Linked DNA regions of Mus musculus: region 2 is linked to region 1. The links are chromatin contacts, called in public promoter capture Hi-C maps. All regions are on one chromosome and are shown on one strand. The core of a region is the stretch at or near the end of the contact, and the rest is flanking DNA. Distances in the headings are between cores, read along the strand shown. Region 1 holds the start of Sdk1 (sidekick cell adhesion molecule 1). Region 2 has its middle 22 kb from the start of Gm30998.

Region 1 (5,570 bases), core at 1,652-4,151:
CTGGGAGAACTGTTACAAGTCTGCTTGACTAGTTCCTCTCCCCAGCACTAGGAACAAGTCCTTTTGTATTATTATTTTAATTTTTACAAAGCGTGTGGTCTGGATGATGAGCCTTGGAACCAGGCTGGTAGCCAGCACACCTCAGCCATCCCTGTGTCTAGTCTCCACAACACTGAGGTTATAGCTGTTTATGGTCACATCTGGCTTGTAACTTTGGTGTTGGGGATTCAAACTCATGTCCTCATGATTATGTCGCATGCTCTCTTCCCCACTGAGACACCTCCCTAGCCTCTTGTGATCTTCTTGCTCAATCTCCCAAGTGTTGGGATTATAGGTCTGTACTACCATACCTGGCTTCTCTCTGTATTGTTATTACTGGGGTGGGGTGGGGGCAAGACTACTTATCATCCAAGCACACTTCCAGATAGTGACTAATGGGTCCTGTAAAAGGCATACAGGCTGGCAGGGAAAAGACTTAGAGGAGGACTCTGGAGAGCCAGATTCTTGCTCTGACTTCAGCACAGCTGGTTTGCTTGTATTAAACCCTTCTGGCTTCATTTCTTCCACTATAGGATGGAGGCTGTAATAGAGCCTTACTTTCCCAGGATGATACTGGAATAGAACATTTCCCTGAGGGGTCCCCAGACCTTCTCTGTAGCAGCAATGCCTTCTATCTTGATCTCCCATAAACCGACCATACCCTGACTTCCTTTTCTCATTTGCAAGCAAGTTTGCATGAAGCTTTCTGCTAACTGCAAGCTAAATCACAGGAAAAAAAAAAGCTGTGGACATTTCTGGAGTATGCAGAAGTCAAGAAGCTGCTTAAGTCCCATTGGTGCCCTTGTCATAAGGGTATAAAGATAGATATTATAGGTAATAGGGAAAGCTGAGCTACAGGAAACTGGTGGAGCAAGGGTGTTTCTTGACAAGCACTGCCACAGGGGACCAGGGGAAGGGAGAAGGCCAGGGAGAGCGATGAGCTCTTACTGAGTGCGGATTAGGTCATTTTCTTGCAACAGACTTGTGAGATGGGAGTTAGTCCCAACTTTTTTTCCAGAAACTTAATCAGCAGTTTGCCCAAATTTCACAACTTGGAAGAGCAGCGCTAGCCCACCAGGTCAGATAAAACTGCTTCGCAGGTACATACTCAACCTCGCCCTGCCCCTGCCCCCACTCCACCCTCCATCTCTGAGCAAGGCAGGGGTGCTTAAAGGAGGAGAGGGCAAGATTTGCACCCTTGACCTTAGAGGTCACTTCACGTTTGTAAACACCAGTGACAGCAGTTTGGTGGGGGAGGTGATGCTGCCTGGACCCTCCCAGAGTCCAGTGTCCCCGCGTCGTGCCCCACCCCCTAGCACAGCAGACATTGCTCATTTATCGTTCTCTTGGCATTTACATAAGCCTGTAAGCTTGTAGAAATCCACATAGTTGGCAACAGAAATTTACAAATACCACCTTCCTCCACTCCTGCCAGAATCCACTTGTTCTCGGGGTGCCATCGCTGAGGGGACACTTCTTTTACCTAGCAACCATTGCCCATTTAGAAGCCCTGCCTCCCCCCGCACCCCCCCTCCCCCGCCCCAGAGAACAGTGAATATTTTAGATGCAGTTTTTATTCCTTTGCTTTTTCATAGCATGTGTAGGAAAGGGCAAAAGGCAGAGACTGGGTCTTCAGATAGAGCTCATAACCCACCAATTTTATCTGGGCGTCAGTTTCCCCACTTTTCCTTAACTGTTAACACAGGCAGATGTGTCAAGAGGCAGCTCAGTACAGGGACTCTGCAAACAGGAATTAGCGCTAACTCACGAGTCTCAGCCCCTTGCCTGGGGCTTTTTGTTAGCAGGGACAATCATCAATCACAAGTACTTGTAAGCTGACACAACACACTTCCTAGGGAGCCAGCCCCTGGCAGGGCACACTCGCTGTCTCTTTGGCCTTCTAGTCATATATGACCTCACTCAAACTCCATCACAAGCTCTCCGATAACTCCTAAAAACGCAAGACTGGACTGTTACCCGCCTCTCTCTCCAGTTTCCCTCTCACAAAAGTCCCAGCCTCTAGGCTCCAGCGTGCTTAGTTCACCCTATAAACTCAGCTAATGGTTACCACATGCTGCTGAGGGTCCGCGCCCATCCCGACCTCTCCACCCCTGCAGACTCCCCAGGCCCTGGGATGTCCGATCCTTGACGCTGCAGGTCCTTCCTCCAAATCCTCCCACGCACAGCGGGAAGTACCCTGTACTGTGGTCCTGCTGGCCACGCATGACCTTGGACACTTCTTCCAAAGCCATGTCCACTCCTCAGAATAGGTTGCGTCTTTGCGCCCCACGGTGCTTCTGATTGCTGGGAATTGAAAACTCGATCGCGCGCCTTTCTCCTTTGCAATGACAGCAACTTGGCTCGGAACCACCCCAGCATCAGAGTCCCTGGCTGGAAGCAGGAAGGCTCCCGGGACGCATGGAGGGGCGTGCCCACTGGCCCTCCGATCCCTAGTCCCTCGGGCTCAGTAGGGACTGCGGTGCCAGGGGGCCGCCACACCTGGTGTCGTCCCACCCGCGGGACGTGCAGCTCAGCCCCTGGGGTCTCCCGGCAAGGGAGCAGGCACCGCCCCGCCTGAGCACGCCCCGCAGACAAGCCCGCCGGGGAAGCGCGTGCCGAGACGGCGCGCCGGCTGCAATCCCCGCCGCGGGTCCCTAGGGGGCGCAGCGGGCGCGGGAAGTCGCTCTGGGCCCGGGCACGAAATTGCAAGCGGGCGGGCGCGGCGAGTTTGAAAACAAGCGAGCGCCGTGGGGGCGGGTCCCAGGCGCGAGAGCCGCCGGGCTCGGCCAATCAGATGCGGGTGGCGGGCGCGGGCGGCGCGTGCGGCCGGGCTGTGAATGGGGCGCGGCGGTCGCGGCGGCCGAGGCGAGAGCCGGCGCGCGGGCGGGCGCACTTTCTCCTCAGCGCCGGGCGGGGGCGGCGGCGGCAGAGGCGGCGGCAGAGGCGTTCTGCTCAGCTCCCCTCACAGAGCGCTGCGGGGCCGGCGCTGTGCGGCTGCGAGGAGCGGGGGCGACGTGCTGGGCATTTCCTCGCTCGCTGACAACTTCTCCTCGACCCGGCTCGCTGCTCATCGGAGCCCGGACGCCGCCCCTCGGCGCTCGCCGCTGCCTCAGCGGGTCTGCGCGCTCCCGCCCGCCCTGCCCGTCCCGCGGCGCCCGGGGGTGGCGGCTCCGCGGCATGGCCCGCGCCCGGCCCTCGGTGGCGGGCGGCGGAGTCGCGGCGCCCCCTGAGCGAGCGGGGCCCGGGCGGCCGCGGAGGAGCCGGACCGGTCACCACTGCGACCCCGAGTGCCCAGGGCTGCGCGCAGCGCCCAGGACCCCCGGGCCGGGCGCGGGCCGGCGGGCGGCAAAGTTGAGGCCGGGCCGCGGGTGGTGGGCGCTGCTGTTGCTCCAGCTGCACTTGCTGCGGGCGCTGGCGCAAGGTAGGTGCGGGCCTGACCGCCGAGACACCCCCGAGGTGGACTTTGTGGGTGCCTCCCGGGGTGGGCTTTAGGGGTGCGCAGTCCCGGGGTGGACTCCTGAAGCGCGCGCCGCCAGAGGTGACACCCCAGGGGTGGACTTTGTGGGCTCCACCTGGTCTGTATTATGAGTGGACATCTCTGAGGTGACTTTGCAAGTGGACACCTATGGGCTGGGCTTCAGGGGTGCACAATCTTGGGGTGACAACCCGCAGTGTACTTTGTGGGTGCTACCTGGGATAGACTATGTTGTGAGTGGGTATATCTGGGCTGAGTTTCAGGGCTGTGTAGTCTTAGGGTCACACCTTTGGGATGTACTATATGAGTGGAAACCCCTGAGGTGACTTTGCAAGTAATATACTTCTGGGCTGAGGTTTAGGGGTACACAATCTTGGGTGACACCTTTGGGTGAATTTTGTGGGCACCACTTGGTATGCATTATGACTGGACATCTCTGAGGTGACTTTGCAAGTGGACACCTATGAGCTGAGCTTGAGGGGTGACACCCTGTGGTATACTTTGTGGGCACCATCTGGGATGGGCTATGTTATGAGTGGATACCTTTGGACTGAGTTTCAGGGCTGCAAAGTCTTGGGGTGACACCTTTGGGGTGAACTATATTAGGGGTGGACATCACTGAGGTGACTTTGCAGGTAGATACCTCAGGGCTGAGCTATAGAGAGTTACACAGTCTTGGGGTGACACCTCTGGGGTGAACTATGGATGCATACCCCTTGGCTGGGCTGTGGAGGTGCACACTGGAGTCTTGGAGTGGGCATCACCTGGGATAGACTGTATTAGGATTGAACATCCCTGGGGTGGACTTTAGAGATGGACACATCTGGGCTAGGCCTTGGGAGCATGAAATTTTAGAATTCACACTCCTGGGATAGACTGAGTGATCATTTCCTAGATTATATGAATACACATGGTGGATTTTAAGGTTGACACTCCTGTGGGGGTATATTCAGCTTTGAGTGGGCTAGGGATAGATATCTTTGGGGTGTACATTGGGGATGGATAGATAGTATTGGAGTAGACAACCCTGAGCGGATCCCTGGGTGCTCACACTTTGGATGGATTCTATAGATGAGTGCTGTATTGAATGAGCATCTTTGGGGTGGACTCTTGGGGTGCGCGCCACCTGGGGTGGATTCCCTGAGGTAGACTTTGTGGTTGTGGCATGGAGTCACCTCGGGGTTGTGGGTGCTCCTCGGCGCAGTGCTTGGAACTTGGCGAGCATTTAGGGCTCCCTACTCTCTGAATCACCTGGCCAGGACTGCGGGTCGCTAGGTCTGGAGGCAGTTAAGGGGTTAATGCGGTGTGTTTCTAATCCGCGTTGCAATCGGAGCGCGCAGATACCGAGTAGCTGAGAAGCTGGAGAAAGCGCCTTGTGTGTTGTGTGTTGCATTTTTCTTTTCTTTTCTTGCTTTTTTTTTTCTTTCTTCTTTTTTAAAATTTTATCGGAGCACTGGAAAAACCTTTAAAGTTGAGCCGTAAGCCACTGTGGCTTCAAAGAACGCCCAGCGCGTCCTATTGCACTGATTAAACATGAGCTGATTCCTATCTGAGTCTGCACCGCAGAGTCTTGTTAACGATGAGTGACATCCGCGGCGGACTTCAAATATCAAGTGCCAGTCACCACCAGCAGCCCTTTCCCTCCCTCTCCCCGGGGCTGCCCCCTGCGCCCAGTACTGATGCTTCACCCCAAGTGGGTGCCTTGTACTCGGTGGAGCAAAACTTTGAGAGCCCGCAGCTTTGCCTCCGGGCTTTGTTTTTTCCCTCCTTTCGCTTCTGTTTGGAACACGGAGGTGTTCTCTAAAAGAAGGAAAGAGGATCCTCCGATTCAGGGTGACCTTTTACAAATGGAGACGGAATCTCTCCCGAAAGAGCTTTCCCTCCTAAATCTAGATTTTCCCTGCTTAAACCCGAAGCACGCATGTGCTAGTCAGCCCAGGGAGGTTGCTGGTCTAAAAACATAAAAACCAGGCATAATCCTGTTAACATGACTTTTGATGGAGTCTTTAAAACAGATTAGTGAACCTGGATTGCATTTGGTAGTTTAGAAAAATTA
Region 2 (5,340 bases), core at 378-2,877, 1.1 Mb after region 1:
TTAAAAACATAATAGAAGTGTTGAGATGATGAATTTGAGCCTAAGAAGGGATGAAGGTGGAGCAATCAGAGGTTCCCAAGGTCCCCAGCAACAATCTCACAGCCTGATACTGATTCTCCACCAACTACCCCTTCTCCCCAAATCCCCTGGAGTCTCTGGGCCTTTGCATAGGCTGTTCCCTTGCTTTAAAGTACACACAAATACACACACACACACACTACACATGCATATACACACATACATACACCACACATGCATACATACACACCATATACACATGCATACACACACACTACACACACACACACACCCTACACATGCATATACACACACACATACACCACACATGCATACATATATACCATATACACATGCATACACACACACTACACATGCATATACACACACATACACCACACATGCATACACACACACACACCACACATGCATACACACACACCATATACACATGCATATACACACACACACCACACATGCATACACACACGCATGCCCTTCATCCTTTTGAATTGATCTCTGGAACTTCCCTCTCACTTCTCTCTCTGGATGGCCTGAGTTCTATCCCAAGGAAACACATGGTGGAAGGAAAGAACTCACTCCCATAATTGTCCTCCAGCCTCCACGCATGTACCATGGCAGGTGTGTAAACAGTGTGGTGTGTGTTTGTTTGTGTGTGTGTGTTGAATCCCTTAGAACAGAGTTACAGACTGCTGTGAGGTACCATGTGGGTGCTGGGAACTCAGGCCCTCTGGAATCTAACCCAGGCCTTAACCACTGAGCCAGCCCTCCAACCACTTATTACATATTTAAAATTTACTCAGTGTGTGACACACATGGACAAACGTGTGCCAAGGTTTTAGTTGGGAGATCAGAGGACCACTTTCAGGAGAGTCAGTTCCACCCTTCCACCATGTGACTCGAACTCGGGCCCTCGGACTTGCTGTTTGGTGCCTTTGCTGGCTGAGTCATCTCATCTGACTATTCTTATTTTTTTTTTAATTCATTCATTCATTCATTCATTTTATGTATATAAGTACACTGTAGCTGGTTGTGAGCCTTCATGTGGCTGTTGGGAATTGAATTTTAGGACCTCTGCTCACTCCGGTCGCCCACTTGCTCTGGTCAGTCCAGGTCAACCCTGCTCGCTCTGGTCAATACTGCTTGCTTAGTCCCTACTTGCTCAGGCACAAAGATTTATTTATTGTTATACATAAGAACACTGTACCTGACTTCAGACACACCAGAAGAGGGAGTCAGATCTCATTATAGGTGGTTGTGATCCACCATGTGGTTACTGGGATTTGAACTCAGGACCTTCGGAAGAGCAGTCAATGCTCTTACCCGCTGAGCCATCTCGCCAGCCCCCCATCTTTATTTTCTTGAAAGGAAAATTTCTCATTCTCACCAAACATCTACTCCCACGGAATACAAACATCACCTTCCTGGGGCTTAAGTAAAGCTTTTATTTCATCTAGTTGGCAGATGTCTTCAATTCCCGGCTGGCTCCCGTACAAACAGCCCAGAGCCAAAATGTCAAAGCTATGCCACTCCCTCAACCAGCCAGTCCCTGCAAAGCCAGCGGAGGAGTTGGGAGCCAGGAAGAGACAAGCATTTGACCCTGGGCCTCTTCTCCAGATATAAAAATGACGCACCTTCCCAACAGCACTACCCCTCCCCAGAACCGCACCTCTCCCTGCCACGCCCATGCCTCCCCCTTCCCCGGAGCCTTCCCCCACTGCCTCCCACCCATATAATCACAAAACTCTGTGTTTACAGAGCTGGGAATCTCAGTCAATAAAGCTCTTGGCTCAGGCTGGCAGAGTGGAGCAGGGGAGGCGGAGGCAGGAAGCCCCCTGGTGCTCACTGGCCTGAGGCACTTGTAAACTCCATGCTGGAAAGAGATCCTGCCTCAAAAAGTAGTAGGTGGTTCCTGAAGATTGGCACTCAGAATTGTCCACTCGTCTACACACACACACACACACACACACACACACACACACACGTGGACTGGTATGCACACACATATGCACAGAGCAAGAGAGAGAGAATGTTTACACAGCATCTAATCCCTCCTAAGCACTTTCTCACGAATAGCTCATTTGACCCTCCCCACGTCCCTGCAAGGTCTTCAGGCAGGCCTGGAGAGCCTGGAAGATCCTGGTTAAGCCCTCCAAGTCAGGGCAAGACTGAACCTACTCTGCCAAGAGTGCAGGCCAGGACGCCTCTCTGCCATGGCTGGAACACCAGAGGAGTGGAGACACCTCAGCCAGGGGATAGCTTTAAGGGGCCAGGCATGTGCATCAAGGCTGCTGGTGTCTGCTGGGTTCCAAATGATGGCTCCAGACAGGAGACAGCCCCATCCTAAATTCTGAACAGATTGGCCCAACCACACTGTTGGTATTCTGTCAAAACTCCACCCCCACAGTTCCTGGCAGCAGCCGGGTAGGCCTGGCCCACTATAAAGGGGACTGCTTGGCCCTTCCTCTAGCTCTTCTTCTCTTGCCTCTATTGCCTCTTTTGCTTCCCGCTGGCCCTCTCTCTCCCCATTCCCTTCCCCCCTCTCTCCATGAGGTCATGGCCAACCTCTATTTCTCTACTCTCTCCTTCACTCTGCCTTTCTCTGCCTCTGATACTCTCTTAACTCCCCTCCCCATGCCCTAAATAAACTCTATTCTATATTATACTGTCGTGTGGCTGGTCTCTCAGAGGGAAAGGGTGCCTTGGCATGGGCCCGCCGAGGCACCCCCTTCCCCTACACCCAGATAGAACATATTCTTATAGCGCTTTCTCTTTTTATGATCACAACATTGATGCTGTGACTTGCATGCGAGGGAGCCCCTTCCTCCCTCCCTTCCCTCTCTCTATCCGAGACTTGGGTGCCATGTGCCCACAAGCGCATTGCTAGGATATGAAACACGGCTTGCCCGACGGGGTCCTTTGCCTCAGCCACCGCTGACCAGCCCTTAGCACGGTTCTGCTTCAGCCCACTGGCCCCAGGGGCCACGACCTGTGGGACTCCAGCCGTGCACATCAGCCAATTTCTGGTTCTACAGTTTAGCTATTCCCACGGCTTACACAACCTGTTAAAGTTACCTAAGATTCTCTTTCCTATCCTGATAGAGTTTTACTACTGCTATTAAATTCTATTCAGTTATAACCAATCTATATTGCACTCAATCCTGTCAGAAGTTTTTTAAGTTTATGACACACAGAATTCCCAAAAACCTCTAACAGTTTCTCCCATGAGGTCTCAGAAGATATGGACACAGCTACAGGATGCTGCCTGGATTGTGATATGATAATCACTGAAATACACAGTGGACAAAACCGGATACCCTGAGTCAGATGGCTTAGATAAACCAGGGTAAGCCATTTCTCATGTCACACGCATCCATTCCACAGAGAAAAAGCCCTGTGTCTTCTGCACTTGAAAGCCAGAATGACAGCCCAAGTTGCCATAGAGACCACGGAGACCAGAGAGAACTGTTGGCTAGTGGACTCTTGTCATTTTTTAAATTATGTAACTGCTAAATTATTGTTTATTCCCCAGACTTCTAACTACATTGACAGCTAAGACAGCAGCTAGAAAAAAACTTTCACAGATGTAAGCTGTTATCTCTTTACTAAACTCAGTTTCCATTCATCAAATGCTTCATATTTCCTCTTCTTGCTATGCCACTGTCCTATCACTATCCGAGTTCATATAAACTTGCGTAACGCTAATAAAACATTCCACTACACAGTCCAACTTTTTAATCTTGTTCCTTCTGCTCCACAAAAGGCTCATCTTAAAGACTGCTCATGTTGCTAACTCATGGTGTTATCTCTTTTATAAACTTATAAGCTACAGGAAACCCACTCAGATCTACCTCTCATGGACCAAATAGGCTTCATCTAGGTAAGTATATCTGCCCAAAGTTCCCACTTGCTACCTATTCCAAAGGGTGGGATTCCTATGGGTTTCAAATGTACATCTTAAAAATTTTTTTTCTTTTTCCCAAACATACTTAATCTTATTCTCTACCTATAATAATGTGTTCCAATATCTTGTCAACTGCAGGCGCTTACTATATCCAGGAGAGTTCCAGAGAAGCAACTGTCAAATGCTCCAACCCCCCTCTCAGACACAGACAAACGCTTCGTCCTGGACCTGTTCTTCTGACCAATCCCCAGATGGCTCCACAGACCCTGGACAGCAAGGAAGCAGCTAACTCTCCTAAAACTGGACAAACATCCCCCATACCCAATTCCTCAGGGCTCCCCAGAGACACGCCACCCCAATGTCAGCATGAAGCAGCCAGATATCACAATGACCCTATTCCTGCTTCACCATCACCTCTTTCTAAATTTTTTCTTTTTTTTAACTAAACCAAAATGGCGGAATGTTGGTATTCTGTCTAAACTCCACCCCCACGGTTCCTGGCAGTAGCCAGGTATGCTCCTCCCCACAGTTACCTGGCAACAGCCAGGTAGGCCTGGCCCACTATAAAGGGGCTGCTTGGCCCCTCCTCTCTCTCTTACCCTCTTGCCTCTCTTGCTTCCCACTTGCCCCCTCTCTCTCCATTCCCCCCCCCCAACATGGTCATGGCCGGCCTCTACTTCTCTACTCTCTCCTTCTCTCTGCCTCTGCTACCCTCTTAACTCCCCTTCCCATGCCCTGAATAAACTCTATTCTATATTATACTGTCATGTGGCTGGTCCCTCAGCGGGAAGGGATGCCTTGGCATGGGCCCACCAAGGCATCTCCTTCCCCTACACCCAGATAGAACATATTCTTATAACTCTTTTGCTTTTTATGACCATAACACCAACTGAATCCCCATGCATCTTGCAACCTCCAAATCTCGAACTTGGTACCAATGCTAGGGGGAGAAAATCCAATCAGATCAGGGATTCCCACCCCCAAGTGTGCTGCATCAAATCCCAGAGTCTCATGAGAGGCATCAGGTTGTGAGTGGGAAGCTCTGCCTGTGAGGGTCTCAAAACTCATGGCATCAAAGATGACCCTATCTCCCAAAAAGGTGCGGAGCATTCCAGGTCTGGCCCCAACACCTTTGTAGCTATGAACCCAAACTTCTTAAATTACAAGGTTCAGCTTATATATATATAATACATGAGTACACTGTCACTCTTTTCAGACACACAGAAGAGGGTGTCAGATCCCATTACAGATGGTTGTGAACCACCATGTGGGTGCGGGGAATTGAACTCAGGACCTTGGGAAGAACAGCCAGTGCTCTTAACTACTGAGCCATCTCACCAGGCCCGAAGTTCAGTTTTTTTTCTCTCACTCTCACCGTTTTGTGTTTTGTGTTTTGT

Evidence for each region. Promoter capture Hi-C pulls out the DNA fragments that hold promoters and counts their contacts.
Region 2: a promoter capture Hi-C map of hippocampal neurons shows a contact between it and region 1, with 13 times the contacts expected there. The contact joins the enhancer-like site here to the promoter of Sdk1 in region 1. A contact is called at or near these places in 7 of 39 promoter capture datasets (the 3T3-L1 cell line, cranial neural crest, embryonic stem cells and 4 more), 2 of 484 Hi-C or Micro-C datasets (muscle stem cells and nephron progenitors), 2 of 115 datasets of contacts at active chromatin or transcription factors (embryonic forebrain and forebrain) and 3 of 9 other capture datasets (embryonic stem cells, liver and macrophages).

What each region holds. Positions count from the first base shown.
Region 1 is chr5:141,238,633-141,244,202 of GRCm38.p6, forward strand. It overlaps Sdk1 (sidekick cell adhesion molecule 1), which reads left to right and starts at 2,902. Exons shown (of 45, transcript NM_177879.5): 1 at 2,902-3,460. The coding sequence starts at 3,217.
Region 2 is chr5:142,338,829-142,344,168 of GRCm38.p6, forward strand. No RefSeq gene overlaps it. Among named protein-coding and RNA genes, the nearest start is that of Gm30998, 22 kb to the right of the region's middle. Within about 2 kb of position 1,628, at least 38 of the 459 cell types and tissues checked have an H3K27ac peak or open chromatin away from gene starts, as enhancers often do. A contact at or near this core is called in hippocampal neurons, where this site is marked.